2 separate regions of the Mus musculus genome follow, and region 1 is linked to region 2. Evidence: chromatin contacts called from public HiChIP or PLAC-seq data. All regions are on one chromosome and are shown on one strand. The core of a region is the stretch at or near the end of the contact, and the rest is flanking DNA. Distances in the headings are between cores, read along the strand shown.

Region 1 (7,681 bases), core at 948-3,447, 130 kb after region 2:
GAACTGGAAACTGTACAAATGTCCATTTGAAAAGTAGAATTATAAACAGCTGTACATCAGTACAGTGGAAAGCCACAAAGCAATAAGCAAATGCAAGTTTCGGATTCAGACGTGGATGAACCTCAGGCTGAAAGGAGTAGGGGAGTATTTAAGCTCCTTTTTAAAAATCACATTCCACAAGTCTATGATTGCTAGGGATGAGGTCAAGAAAGCTTTTGGCAGCTGGGTGTGGTGGCACATGCCTTTAATCCCAGCACTTGGGATGCAGAGGCAGACGGATTTCTGAGTTCGAGGCCAGCCTGGTCTACAAAGTGAGTTCCAGGACAGTCAGGGCTACACAGAGAAACCCTGTCTTAAAAAAGCAAACAAACAAACAAAAACAAACAAAAAAAACAAATCAAAACAAAAAAAGATATGGAGCAATAAACCTATCCAGAAAGGTTCTTTGGAGCAACTTCTGTGCTGTCTAGAAATGGACAGTTCAAGTCACAGGTCAGTAGCGGCAGCTCGATCCACTCGCAAACACTTCACAGATACACCAGCAGTCCAGGTTAGTAGAGTCAGGTTAGCGACAGCAGTGGCATGACCTAGCAGAGACAGCCAGGCCTCAGCCTTGGCTTGAGTCAGCAGGAGGGACCAAGAGGAACACCAAGAAAAGTTCTGACTATGCCTCTCTCAACCAAGCATAGACCAACAAAGACTCGTGACTAACAAATGTTGCACAGCTAGCTCGATAAGCAAGCCTAGCTCAACCCCTGTCACTGTTAGTTGGGTCCTTTTTATACTCCCTCTAAACATCACGTGTCCTCCACAGGTCCTGCCTTAGCATGTGCGTCTGTCTCAGCTGACATCACTCTGCCAATCAGCCCAAGTCTGCAAAAGCAACAAAAACTACAACACACTACCAACAATTCTTTAATGTGTTTCTATGGAGTCCCGACAGACACAGCTCAACTACACAATGTAAGGCACACCAATACATATGTCATTAGCGAAGAATCCTTTATCACGTGTCCTTTCACATGTTTGCTTTAGCAGAACATCCTCTCTCCTGTGTCTGCTTCAGTGTAACATTCCTTCACGAGTCTGCTGTAGCCTTTCACACCTATGTCCACTTTAACAAGATGCTCCTTCAAGTGTTTGTCCCAGCAAAACACCACCCAACTGACTTTCCAAAGAACCCTTCACACCTCCTTCAGTTAAACCTAGGACAATTTGGGTACCACAGTAACTGTACACAGTGACTGGATAAAACAGACTCTATGCCTAAATAGGATGGACTCTTGGATGGAGGTGTGTTAAGTTTTTAAAAATGTTGCTTGTGCCTAATAAGGAATGAAGACAGTTAGTTAAAATTACTGTATTGAAACCACAGTAAAGTTGAGTCAAGCAAAAAAATGACAGATCCTAAATCAAGGGGCAGACTTCAAACATTTATGAACAGAAAACAGAACGTTTACACAGACTCAAAGTTTGGTCACACAAATTAAGACGATACAAACAATATACAGAATTGTAAACATACAGAGAAAAAAGCAGGTAATGCCTTCAAGGAGTGTTCAAGATTAATAAAAAACCAATTATGTGTCTGTGGCAAATTATTAACATTAATACTGACAAAATGAAAATGTACAGTTTCATTTATAATGTAATAGCAAGCCAGGAGCATGTGTGAAATAGGAAGCTTCCCGGTTGATAACCATGAACAATCAGCTACTAAAACACAAAAATATAGAGGGAAATTTCAGCGTATGAATTTGGCACACCTGCCCTGGCACTCTTTTAAAAACGTTGAGATAAAATTGAGGAAACAAAAGATGTGGATCAACTGATACAGAGCTTGCATAACCCCACCAAGAGGGCTTCAATCACTACTGCATAACAGTGTGGCGTTGCAAATCCAAAAGTCAGGAAGAAGGGAAGGAGGATCAAAAAGTTTAAGGTCATCAGAACAAAACAAGAGAAAGAAAAACAAAAAAACCCAAAACCATCCATCTATTCATCATCCATCCGGGAACCAATTAAGGTGCGACACGAAGAACTGAGCAGTCTGCAGAGCCAGCAGCCTGAGCTCCAGAGAGGGACTGACGTTGGAAGGACCGCATCCCCCCAGGCGCGCGGCCGCTGGGTCCCGAGCGGCGGTTGAGCGGGCCGCTTGCGCACTGGGGCTGCCTCTGCATCCTGCATCCTCCCGCGCGGCCGCTCGCGCACGCGCAGTTAGCAGTCGCTGCTGGGCGGCTGCCGGCGGGATCGCTCTGGGGAGACGCCGGGCACCAAGTAGCGGCCAGTCGGACACCTGAGCTGCCGCTGCTGGACACAAGCCCGCAGGACAGGTGTGTAGACCGCGGGCCGCCTTCCTGCGGCTTGTTCTCTGGGGACCGGGTGAGAAATCGGATCCAGGTGCCCCGCAGCATCCTCTTCTGAGACTAGAAGAAGGCTTAGCTTGGTGCGGCCAGGTGAGGCTGGAGGATGAGTTCAGGGATGAATGTGGGAGTTAGACTCTTGGGTGGGCTCTGCCAACCTCGGGGACAGAGATCAGCCCTGGATGGAGGGAGACGCCACCCTGAGTCCCTTGGGTCCTCCTTCTGCTTCCCTGACACTGGGGAAGGCCAGGTTGCCCTGCCCAGCCTGGCGCCTCTCTCAAGTCCGTTATCCCAGCGGTTGCCACAGCTGCTGTTGCCACTGTGTGGCCCGGTTCCACGAAGCTCTACCACAATCCCTGGAGAGTTCTTCTCGCATCTTTCTAGAAAATGCAACAAAACCAACCTGGGCACATTTGCAGCCCACTTCTCTGTGAAGCCAAAGAACCCTACCTCCCCCACCCCCACGCTCAAACCTGGCTAAGGTGGCCAGAGAATCCTGGCCACTCCCTAGACACTTGGGTGGAGCCTAACAGGAGCCATTGGGGAGTAACCGGCCCTGTGTTGAATCCAGAAAACCTTAATGACTAGAGTCTCATTATCTAAAGCCTGTTTACTATCAGTCAGATACTTTAGCTGAGTTTAAGTGGCATCTGCCCCACCCAGGAGGAAGAAGCTATGCAGGGGTTTGTTTGGGGTTAAAGAGCAAAAGGCTAGGAAGTTGGGAGCTGGAGACCGAAGGTATAAACAGAAATAAACAAATTAGGCAAAACAAAAATTTAAAAATTAGGTGGTCAATGGTTCAATATCTCTGACGAAGATTAATTTATGTTGAAACAGAATAGTAAATCATGGTTGTTTTTCTTGCCCTGAAAAATTGACATCTCCCTAGGTAGCTCTCTTTTTTTGGTAATTGTAATTTTGACCATTTTCTAGTCTACAGTCTGTTGGTTTGGTCATCCAGACACATTGATCCTGTTCCTTAAACTCAAGATAGTCTTTTTTGTCTTGTTTTGATTGGTCTTGTTGGTCTGTTGTCTGTAAATGGTGGCGTGTGCTGATGGATATGCAGCTAGCAGGTGGGGGCTCAGGGCTCTGGGCTTGTTTGGTGTCTACTAAACTTTCCTTCTTTATTATGTAATTAGAAAACAGGAACTGTCAGCTTTGATAGGACTTTCTCTCAACTCATGGGTGACAAGAGGCCCAGAGAAGGGAACCAGTTCAGTTGTCCTTTGAACAACAGTGTTAGTCACTTAGTGACAAGGTATCAAGGGCAGGGAGCTTTCGAATGCCCTTTTCTGGCCTCCTCTGGCACCCACACATACGTGTACATAACCACAAAAGAGAAACACATACATGTAATTAAAGTATATGTGTATGTGTGTGTATAGATAGATATCGATATAGATGGGTAGATATATAGCAAATATTCAGAATGAAAGAATGAGTCATGGAAGGGGCAGTATATGATCATAATTACTAAACATTTTTTAAAGTAGAGTCTAATTTAAGAATTGTTTTTTTTTTTCTCACAAACACCAGGCTTACAAGATGGCAGGGGTTGGTTATAAAGGTTAGCAGGAGTGGACATGACACTGAACAACAACTTACTAGTATCTGTCAGGAAGGCTAGGTCCCTAATGAAGGCTGAGGGATCAAAATGTGTTCATTCCACAAATGCCCTCCTATTCACACCCCAGGGGACCAGTGAGACTATATTCTGTCTATTTTGCTTCGTTTTGGGGGGCCCAGGGCCTTGGGGATACAGGCAAGCGTTCTGGCTGTGTTCTTGTTCCCAGCCCAAGTTCATACATTTGGAACCATTTGGTTGACTACATGTGGTGCCAATTGAAAAGGGAATTAAAGACACAGAACAGCGTGTTTACAATTTTTAAAATTACATTTATTAAACCAGATGTGATTACTAAAGTAATCCCAACACTTGGGAGGCAGAGGCGGGCGGATCTTTGATTTCTGGGCCAGCCTGGTCTACATAGTGAGTTCCAACACAGCCAGGGATACACAGAGAAATCCTGTCTCAAAATAAAAATTATATGTATGTATATATTTATTCATTTATTTGTGGGGTGGTCGAGTACTGGGACACACATGTGGAGGTCAGAGGACAGCTTTAAGAATCAGTTCTTCCCCCCCCCCCCCACTATGTAGGTCCTGGGGATTAAACTTGGGTCCTCAGGTTTAGCAGCAAGCTCAGATGTCTGAGCCATCTCAATGGCCACAATAACAAGCATTTCTCAATCCTGGGGAAAGAGCAAGCTCAAATTAAGGAAGGTGGTGGGTCGTCTTTGAGGGCGAATAAGTCCCCAAAGCTAAAGAGTGACCTCTGAACTGTGAGTAAGGTTCGGGAATCCTCAGATAGCTTTCATAGAGAGAAACAAAAAGTATATACAGTGTATGAAGAAAATAAATAAATAAGGAGAAAAGGAAAGGACATGACTGTTTCTAGGTGTGCTGCAGGAGCTAGATTCCCATAGACAAGAGGGAGATTAGCCAGAGGCAGAGACAACTGAGAGAATCCAGAGTCCTCAGGACCCTGAGCCATGTGAGGAGAGCAGGGAGGGGAAAAAGGAGAGAGGAGAGGGGAACCAGGACCAGCAGCCAGGAGGCCAACGGGAAGAGTCTCTGGTGAAAGGGCAGCTCAGCCCCTGGGCTGGAAAGTTCAGGGTAGAGCATAGGGTAGGGACTGAGGGATGCTGGGAAAACCTGGAGGCCAGGTCTGCTTTGATATGTTAAAAAGGCACCTCAGACTTTAGTCCAGGGCTTAAAACTCAAGTTTATAAGAAGAGCTGGGCTTGGTGGCTGACACCTTTAATCCCAGCACTTGGGAGGCAGAGACAAGCAGATTTTGAGTTCAAGGCCAGCCTGCTCTACAGAGTGAGTTCCAGGACAACCAGGGCTACACAGAGAAAAACCCTGTCTTGAAAACAAACAAACAAAAAAAAAAAGAAGAAGAAGAAGAAGAGGAGGAGGAGCAGGAGGAGGAGGAGGAGGAGGAGGAAGAAGAAGAAGAAGAAGAAGAAGAAGAAGAAGAAGAAGAAGAAGAAGAAGAAGAAGAAAGAAGAAAGAAGAAAGAAAAGAAAGAAGAAAGAAGAAAGAAGAAAGAAGAAAGAAGAAAGAAGAAGAAGAAAAGCTAGTGTGGTGACATGCACCTGTAAGCCCCGTGCTGGGGAGGCAGACAGCCCTGGTCCCCTGGGTACAGCCAGTGCAGAAAGTATGTGAAGGTCCTCAGAAACTGAAAGCAGAATCAGCGTATGGTGAAGTGGACAGGAAAGTTGTTCCTTTGTTCATTCTCTTGTTGCTGAGACAGAAATACTGGATATAGGAACTTAAGGAGGGAAGGGTTTGTTTATTCTGGCTTACAGTCTGAGGGGACACAGTCGATTGTGACTGGAAAGGCCTGGCAGCTGCTCACACAGAGTTTGCAGTCAGGGAGTAGAGAGCTGGTCCTCAGCTCACTCTCTCCTCTTCCTAAGTTCAGGGCCTCAGCCCACGGAATGCTGTCATCCTCGTTAAGATGAGTCTTCATACCTCAATTAACACAATTAGACACCCCATGAACAGGCCTGCCCTGAAGTTTTTCTCTAGGTGATTCTAGATTTTGTCAAGTTGACAATGTGAACTCTCCAGAACTTAAACTGAAAATCTATTTTGAAAGAGAAAACATGGTTTCAAAGTGATATCGATTTTTTTTCTACATTTATTTATGGTGTGTGTGTGTGTGTATTGTCTCTGGCCATAAAAATGGCAGTACCTGAGTATAGAAAGCTCCTATTAAGGTAGATTTCTGTTTAGTGGTTTTCAAAATGTGTATTTCCAAAGGAAACATTAGGGTGGTAGCTACCAACCTTTAGAAGAAATAGGGGTCATCTGGCTCGAACAGTCATCTAAAGTTTTGATCTCAGGAAAAAATTGTATCCATTGAAGTAGTTAAGGAGAATAATGCTTTTTGTGATTTGTATCATAAACTGCTCTAATGATATGTAATGTGTATATTATCAAGTTCAAGTGCTTAATCTGTGTAATTATATTTATAGATTTGGGTAACCACTACCAGATTCCAATATTGGACATTTCATCGCCCTCAAAGGATAAGCCTCTAGCTCTCTCCCTGAGCCCTGACTAGCTGGTCTCTCATCTGTTCTCCAGCTCTGTAGGTTTTCTGGCTTCTTTAAAGTGAAATGGTACAACATTTATGATTTATTTCATAACTGGCTTTTCTCTAAGCATAATAGTTTTGTGTTTCAGCATTCCTGTCCTTCTGTTGCTAGATGTTTCCCCAGGGTTTGAGGGCTTCAACTTATGTCTGTATGCTCATGAGTTGATGGATATTTGAGTTGGCCCACATTTGAATCGATACACGAAATGTATCTTATGACCTGTATCTATGTATTTGTGAGGATTTAGGCTTTATTTATTTTGACTGTTCGTGAGTGCTATCACTGGACATGTTGAAACCTGCCTCATTATTTCCTACTGCTGTCGGTATGGTACATTGCCGTACCTCAGCAGTGTGTGAGGGTTTCAGTTCCTCCAGTCTGTGTGGTTTTCAGTCATCATTGTTTGTAACAGCCATTTTGGTACTTGTAGTGCCATCTCTGCCAGGCCCACCCTTCTTAAGTAGACCCATATACATGAGGAGGAGGAGGGGAAGGAGGAGGGAGAGGAAGGAGAGAGGATGTGTTATTGTATGACTCCTTTGGAATCAATGACATGGAACTATCTCAGTGCCCAACAGTACTCATTTGGAAGTTTGTTGGCACCTGGGGAGAAATTTTGAATTAGTATATGCTGATGAGAGTCCATGAGAACATAATTACACAAGCTAAGCACTTCTGCTAAGAGGACAACATGCTGCATTCGGCCTTGGCTGCTCTCGAACACTGCAGTTCTGGTTATTTGAAGAGACATCCGGTCAGATAACCAGGTGATGACTGTGGGAGTTTAAAAAGGATGAGTTGGATAGAACTTGGTCCTCAGCAGACAGCCTGCCCCAGTATGGGACTTGACTTGGCAAAGCATTATTTCGTTAAACGTATGATTAAAAATCCCTCAGTTTTTAGTGTTTAGATGTAAGTCACTTCTGGCTGTACCATTATCAAATGTCCAATTTTGTATATACTTAAGCTACATTATGTGAAATAATGTAAGTGGAAATTTAGGGATCGTGATATCTTTACAATATTTGCATCTCATAGACACTTGCTGACATCTTTATATCTTTACACATTAGCTCTTTGATTTTGGGAGAAGACTTAGAAATGAAAGTTAGAAGTCGGTGTTTTACTTGTTCCAGGCTTTCT
Region 2 (7,184 bases), core at 603-3,102:
GATCCAAGCTTTCTTCTTGAGGGGCTTTCACTCGAAGAAGACACGTGTGACTTTGAAATTTAGTTCTGTCACTGGGTATAGGACAATCTCTACATTATTGATTTACAGTCCCTAAATGGCTTTCTCATCACTGTCACAGAGTCGTTCGTCCTGTACCGCAGGTGTTTCCACCAGTCTGTGCATGTGACCCTGCGTGCTTGAGCACATTTTTTTCAGAAACACCAAAATTCCTCCTTTCTAGAAATTTGGAACTATCCGGGCCGATTTGATTGAGCAGATGCGATTCAAGCAGAGGCTGAAAGTGATCCAGACCCTGGAGGACACCACCAAACGCAATGTGGTAAGCCCCGTGAAGGGCAGCGGGGAGGGATGGGCGGTGGGACGGGGGCGGGGCAGGGGCGGGGAATACCTCACTTTGCCCCTCCCAGCTCACCCTCCTGCTGCCGCCCCCCCCACCCCCCCAACCCCCGCTCCAGCTTGGCAGAATTTGAGAAAGAACCTAGAGGCTTTCTTGGTGTGCCATGTTTTGAGTCTGCGCGCTCCCTTACAGGTACGGACCATTGTGACGGAGACGTCCTTCACCATCGATGAGCTGGAAGAACTGTACGCTCTTTTCAAGGTGAGTTTCAAAGTAAATTCAGAGGGATGAAAAGAACTTAATATGATGAAAAGAAGCCGTAATCGCTCAGTGAGTCCTTGATCTTTCTGTTCGGTGATTTGGGGCTTCCCTGGGTCGCCAATATACATGAGAAGGAAGACAGAGCCGGGAGAACAAAGCTGTCCTGCTAAGTAGGAAGAGTAAATTGGCTCTCAGCATTAATTTAAGTGGACATTTTAGCTCTCTTCCTCACCATCTGGTACAGTTAGTTTTCTTGGACCTTAGGACATGGGATCTTGAGTTCTAAAACTCCATAGACCAGTGGTGATCAAAGTTCAAATTCTGCCTGAAATTTCTATACCTACTAAGCTCCTAATCACCCTTTAAAAAATGTATAGCTAGAAGCAGCAGCATGGTATGTAGGAGACGTGGTTAGAGTTCACTGTTTCCCAAGTCCCCTGGCGGTGGTGGCCAGTTCTGTTAGTGCTGTGGTGATGCAGAACATCACGGAAAAGGAGGAGAAAATCTTCACAGCATGGCAGCCAAGGAACAGAAAAACACTAAGAGAGGTCCAAGACAAGAGAGAGTCCTCTAGAATATGACCCACTTCCTCCAACCAGGCTCCACATCCAGAAGTTTCCGTCATGCCCCGATAAAGCCAGCAAATGATTAATCCACTCATGAAGGAAGACCAGGCAATTGTGACTCAGTCACATCTCAGTGATGGGATCCATCCTTCAGGGACCAAGTTAACAGCATATAGCATTGTTGTGGGGATGGCTCATAGCCAAACCCTAACAAAAACTGTCTACACGCCTAGCGAAGGGCATCATGAGCTTAAATTCCTGTGGTTTCCATTTGTTCGTTGAGCCACTATTGGTATTGATCCTTAATAAGGATCAATAAGGATCCTTAATAAGAAAAATATAACCTAATAAGTTTTAAATGTGATTCTTCTACAGAAGTTTTTTGTCTTCTCTGGTCAATGTCACGGGTTGGAGTGTGGCAGTTAACACAGTACTTGGGAGTTGGAGGCAGGAACATCAGTTCAAGGGTGATGCCAGCCTGGATTGAGTGACACCATGACTCAGAAACAAAAGCCACCAGCAGATCTCAGTGTGGTTCTTTTGAGCAGGTGAAAAGATGATCTAGGAACAAACATAGAAGAAAGCATGGACATCCTGTAGACAGCTCTTACAGGAACTGAGCATAGACCTGAAGGGTCTCCCTAATGCGCCCTCCTACATCTTCACCACTAGAGGGCGCCAGTGTCATTTTTCCTCTCTCCCCTGGTAGGGAGGCCAGATGTGTATTGACTCGATACACAAGTCAAGCTCCTGCACTCTTCTGATGAAACACTGATTTCTATCCACCGCATCAGGAAACCACTGCTGAGCCTAGCTCTTCGTTCTCACCATGGTATCTTCTAGACTTACAGTTTCACAAGCTAGGTGCTCCTGTGTATAGTAGGAGGCCCACACACAGGCAGATTGGACACTGTGCCTAGGGTAACAGCAGTGGTCTGGGGCTGTATGAGTGACAGTAACCACTTTGCAACATTTTTCAGGCTGAGCATCTGACCAGCTGCTACTGGGGTGGGAGCAGCAATGCCCTGGACCGACACGACCCCAGCCTGCCTTACCTGGAGCAGTACCGCATCGACTTTGAGCAGTTCAAGGGCATGTTCGTGCTGCTCTTTCCCTGGGCGTGTGGCACACACTCCGATGTGCTGGCCTCCCGCCTGTTCCAGCTGTTAGATGAGAATGGAGACTCCTTGATTAACTTCCGAGAGTTCGTCTCTGGGCTGAGTAAGGATGCGATATTCTTGTATGAGCTGGGTGGGGACAATGGGGGTGTCACCTGGGGTTCCCCTCGATAGCACTCAGGGTCCCCACACTGAGTCTAGAGGAAGGAAGAATGCATACAAGGTTTGCATGCTAGTTGTAAGATTGTGTCTGGTTAATAGCTGTATTAATGGGTAATCTACAGCCCACTTGACACATGAGACAGATGGGGTTTTTTTTTGTGGGTTGTTTAGTTAGTTAGTTTGTTTGTTTGTTTGTTTTGAGATAGGGTTTCTCTGTGTAGCCCTGGCTGTCCTGGAACTCACTTTGTAGACCAGGCTGGCCTCGAACTCAGAAATCCACCTGCCTCTGTCTCCCGAGTGCTGGGATTAAAGGCGTGCGCCACCACGCCCGACCATGAGACAGATGTTGATATGAGTTCAGAACATGTTATCAGGGCGCTTGTAAGAAGATTCATCTGGTGAAGGTGCCTGCTTCCAAGTCTGATCTGAGTTCCCGTACCTTCCTGGTGGAGAGGGAGGGCCAACTCTCACAGAGTGTTCTCTGACCTCCTTCACACAGGACTGTGGCAAATACACACACACACACACACACACACACACACACACACACACACACACACACACACACATGCACACACACACCATAGACATAAATAACTAATATGTAGGCTTTTTAAAAAAAATACATGAATAGAGAATGCATATGGCAGTAAAATGCTAACATATCCTGTCAACCCTGACAGGTTTCCCAGGGAAAAAGGAATAGCTAGATGGTGGATTGGATTGTTTTACAAAACAATATAAAAATTAAGAGATACCCTATATAGAATAATCACATATAGGTAAGCCTTTGTAATATATGGTTTCATAATATTTCTAAGTAACATCAAATCTATTTTAATTAAAGACTGGAAAACCATAGCATAAATGGAAGTCTTTGCTGTCTGTTTCCTGGCTAAAGGACTGTCTATAAGTGGGATATGTGCACACTCTCACAAGGACTGCGTCTGGCTAGGACACGCACACATATGCGCACACATGCACACCAGACACCTGACCAGCAGGGTACAGGATGCTGGCTATCTACCAGCTTTGCTCACTTCTCTGCTGTGATTGGACCTTTATTCCATTTATAATGGGATGGAGAAACTGTTGCGTGGTAAGAGAGCTTGGCCCACTCGATGTGAAGTCAGAAGTGTAGCAAGCCTTGTGCCTGGACGTCAGGATGAATTTTTCTGAGGGAATTGTGCCTGTCTGTTATCTTGTGCATCCATCCCTTTTCTCATCCCTGTAACAAGATGACCTACAACTTAAGCAGCTTAAGCTGGAAGTGTTTCTTTTGGCTCACAGTTTGAGGGCACAGTCCATTTCAGCGGGGAAGCATCAGCAGCGTGCATATGAAGTGTCTGCCTGGTCACTGGATGCAGTCAAGAGCAGGGACATCAGTGCTGGAGCTCTCAGGCTCAGCTCCGTTCAGTCTGGGACCCCAAGCCATGTTATGGTAGCGCTCATATCTAGGATGTGCCTTCCCACCACAGTGAACGTAGTCTAGAATCTGCCTAGGTGATTCTAGGTCTGATTACACTGGCAGTCATCAGTAGTAGCCAGTTGTGCTTGCATCCTATGCTTGAAGTGATATATCCAGGCAATGATGCAAGACTAGGTTTAGAGTCAGTGATGGCTCCAGACAGCACTCTTTCTCTATAGGTAAAATGTCTAGAAGGTCAGAGGAAGCCGGAAGTGTGTTGCTTGGAAAAAGTCTTCTTAGGTTAATTCTGTCCTCACAGTTATGTGAAGCCTTGTGCACATACTTAGGGTAGGCTTGTCTGGAGGAGTTTGAAGTATGCATACACAATGCAAACAGCCCTTCGGACTAATGATGGCACTGAACAATTGTACAGTATTTTTCATGTCAGGCTCTAATGCAGTGGTTTCTATGTATGTATTTATTTGCCCTAAGGCACAAGTTACAAACTTCAGGTTTGAATTCTGACAGCCCGTAGGCATAGTTTGTGCTGTAACTGTCACACTGAGTGAGAAAAATTATCACTGGTCTCAGTCCATTTTAGCTATTCTAACAAAATGCTTTTTAGTCCGAATAATTTTTACACAAAAGAAATAAATTTCCCATAGTTCTAGAGCATGACTGGCCCAAGATCAAGAGAACATCACATTCCATTTCTGTGGTGAACAGTTCTCTCCATGTACTGATGCATGGTGGAAGAGCAAGCAGCCACCCGTGAGTTCCTTCAGTAAGGACTCCAATTTCCATGGCAGCACTGTCCTGACCTACTCAAAAGCCAATGGCACCATCATACTGGAAGTTAACATTCAGAGCAGGCCTTATGAGGTGACAGCAACATTTCAGGTCACAGGTTATCTGCCTACCCACTGATGGCCTGCTTAGGGTTTTACTGCTGTGAACAGACACCATGACCAAGGCAACTCCTATAAGGACAGCATTTAATTGGGGCTGGCTTGCAGGTTCAGAGGTTCAGTCCATTATCATCAAGGCAGGAACATGGCAGGGTCCAGGCAGACATAGTTCAGGAGATGCTGAGAGTTCTACATCTTCACCTGAAGGCTGCTAGAAGACTGGCTTCCATGTGGTTAGGAGGAGGGTCTCATTGCCCACCCCTACAGTGACATACTTCCTCCAACAAGGCCACACCTCCTAATAGTGCCACTTCCTGAGTGAAGCATATTCAAACCATCACACAGAAGGGACAGAAGCTCAGCAGCTTGCTGAGACTCCACTTCTTAGGCAGCAATAAGTACCTGCTGTCAGAGCCAGCTGAGAGAGCTGCATGTGGTTCACATCGGTCAGACCCAGGGTGTAAATGAGATTATCCAGCCAAAAGCTTCCCCTTTTTTCCCCATGCAGAAGACATTTCTTCTAGAACAGTCCCAAGAGGCATTGGTTCAATGTTAGCATAGATGCAGGCTATAGATAAGAACCCACGGGGATAATCATATCGTCCCTTTCCACCAGGATTCCAAGGCCTCTCTTCCCTCTTCCTGAACTGGCTCATCTTCAGTTAGAGACTTTAGTAAATACTTCCAGAAAATGTTTCTGATTCCAGGAGCAGCTCAGAGTTTAAGGAGAGAAGCACGACTCTTTTAATTAAACCTTATAAAGGCAGAATAAATTAAAATGAAGGCTAGAACAAGTTAAAAAAATATTTCAGGGAACTCAAAAGCATTGAGAAAGGATTTCTCAAGTAAGGAATTTGGAGTTAATCTTAAATGTGCTCTTCATACATTTCTGATTTTGTAGTTGTTTAGGATGTTAAGGCCCAGTCTTAGGATGATATATATAGTTATTAGCTAATATACTTAAAATCTTTGCATGTGCGAACGTATGTAGTTCTTTATGTGTCATGGGGTCCCAGTGTCAATTACTGGTAGATTTTTCTGTCATAATCTCACCTCACAAAGGAGAAACTGAGGCTAAAGAGAGGTGGACCCTTCTGTGGTGCACAGTTGTGAAGCACAAAGCATTTGAAGCCAGACCTCCTGGGTCAAGAGTCTTATAGATAGATAGATAGATAGATAGATAGATAGATAGATAGATAGATAGATAGATAGATAGATAGATAGATAGATAGATAAAAAAGAGCTCACTGAGCCTGGGGGGCGACACTAACCCACAGGACATATTTCACACTGGCTCTTTCTCAATTTCTAGGTGCTGCATGCCATGGGGACCTCACAGAGAAACTCAAACTCCTGTACAAGATGCACGTCTTGCCTGGTAAGTGGGACTAGGAGAGTCTGCATGCACACTGACTGGCACACATGCACACTGACTGGCACACAAGACCTGGGTCCACATCACTTCCTTTGGTAGCATCTCTCTGCCTGTTTGGATATTAGATCATCCATTCTTCCTCAAAGGCCAGGCTGAGGTGCTACTTCACATGAGTTCCTGAATGCTGACCTTGACTTGACTGTCATTTGCCTGTCTCAGAACTGAGTTGAGCTCATTGGAAGCATGACAGCCATCTTCAAGAGAAAGGGTAGCCTTTCAGGGGCATACGATAGCAGGTGGTTCCCATTCATGTATTTATTTAGTTTACACCTTAATCTCAACTTCCCCTTCCCTCCCCCCACCCCACCCTGCCCCTCCCCTCCCCTCATTCCTCCCCCTTCTTTCTCCTCAGAAAAGGGAGTGCCCCCCATGGATATATCAACCAGCCTTGGCATAACAAGGTGCAGTAAGACTAGGTGGATCTTTTATTGAGACTTACACAAGACAGCCCACTTGGGGGGAAGGCATCCAAAGGGAGGCGACAGAGTCAGAGCCTCTGCTCCTGCTGTTAGGAGTCTCACATGAAGACCGAGCTGCACAGCTGTTACATCTGTGCAGAAGGCCTAGGTCTGTCCCATGCATGCTCTCTGGTTGGTGGTTCAGTCTCTGAGAGCCTCTATGGGCCCAGGTTAGTTGATTCTGTAGGCTTCTTGTGGTGTCCTTGACCTCTCGGGCTCCTTCAGTCCTTTGAGTAGAGGTTTTGACGTTGGAGGGAACAACCAGGCACGCCGCTGAGGCTTGGAGTTCAGTTTTAAATAAGGCTGGTCTCGGCTGGGGTAAATCTATCAGATACTGAAAATCATTCACACCCCCAGATGGGAGCAAATGTGGTCTTGAGTAGCAGACAGTGTCCTATAACTGACCCAGAAAGTACTGTCTCAAAGTCTTTGGGAAATCGTTCCGATAGAGAGGAAACTCAAAGCGCGGGGGGGGGGGGGGGGGTAGAAAGAAGATGGAGTTAGAACGAT

Evidence for each region. HiChIP or PLAC-seq counts read pairs in DNA pulled down with a chosen protein or histone mark.
Region 1: a CTCF HiChIP or PLAC-seq map of stem cell-derived epiblast-like cells shows a contact between it and region 2, with 3 times the contacts expected there. The contact joins the promoter of Clgn here to the enhancer-like site in region 2. A contact is called at or near these places in 4 of 39 promoter capture datasets (HPC-7-derived erythroid cells, cranial neural crest, embryonic stem cells and 1 more), 1 of 15 datasets of contacts at CTCF or cohesin (stem cell-derived epiblast-like cells), 4 of 484 Hi-C or Micro-C datasets (the C2C12 cell line, embryonic stem cells, induced pluripotent stem cells and 1 more), 5 of 115 datasets of contacts at active chromatin or transcription factors (embryonic stem cells, microglia and stem cell-derived neural progenitor cells) and 1 of 9 other capture datasets (embryonic stem cells).

The regions. Positions count from the first base shown.
Region 1 is chr8:83,387,645-83,395,325 of GRCm38.p6, forward strand. Clgn (calmegin) reads left to right here and starts at 2,198. Exons shown (of 15, transcript NM_009904.4): 1 at 2,198-2,456. It overlaps Gm32377 (a long non-coding RNA gene), which reads right to left and starts at 1,845. Exons shown (of 5, transcript XR_878991.3): 1 at 1,767-1,845.
Region 2 is chr8:83,258,754-83,265,937 of GRCm38.p6, forward strand. It overlaps Tbc1d9 (TBC1 domain family, member 9), which reads left to right. Exons shown (of 21, transcript NM_001111304.1): 14 at 242-340; 15 at 551-619; 16 at 2,166-2,406; 17 at 6,094-6,159. Among named protein-coding and RNA genes, the nearest start is that of Ucp1, 28 kb to the right of the region's middle. Within about 2 kb of position 1,853, at least 26 of the 459 cell types and tissues checked have an H3K27ac peak or open chromatin away from gene starts, as enhancers often do. A contact at or near this core is called in stem cell-derived epiblast-like cells, where this site is marked.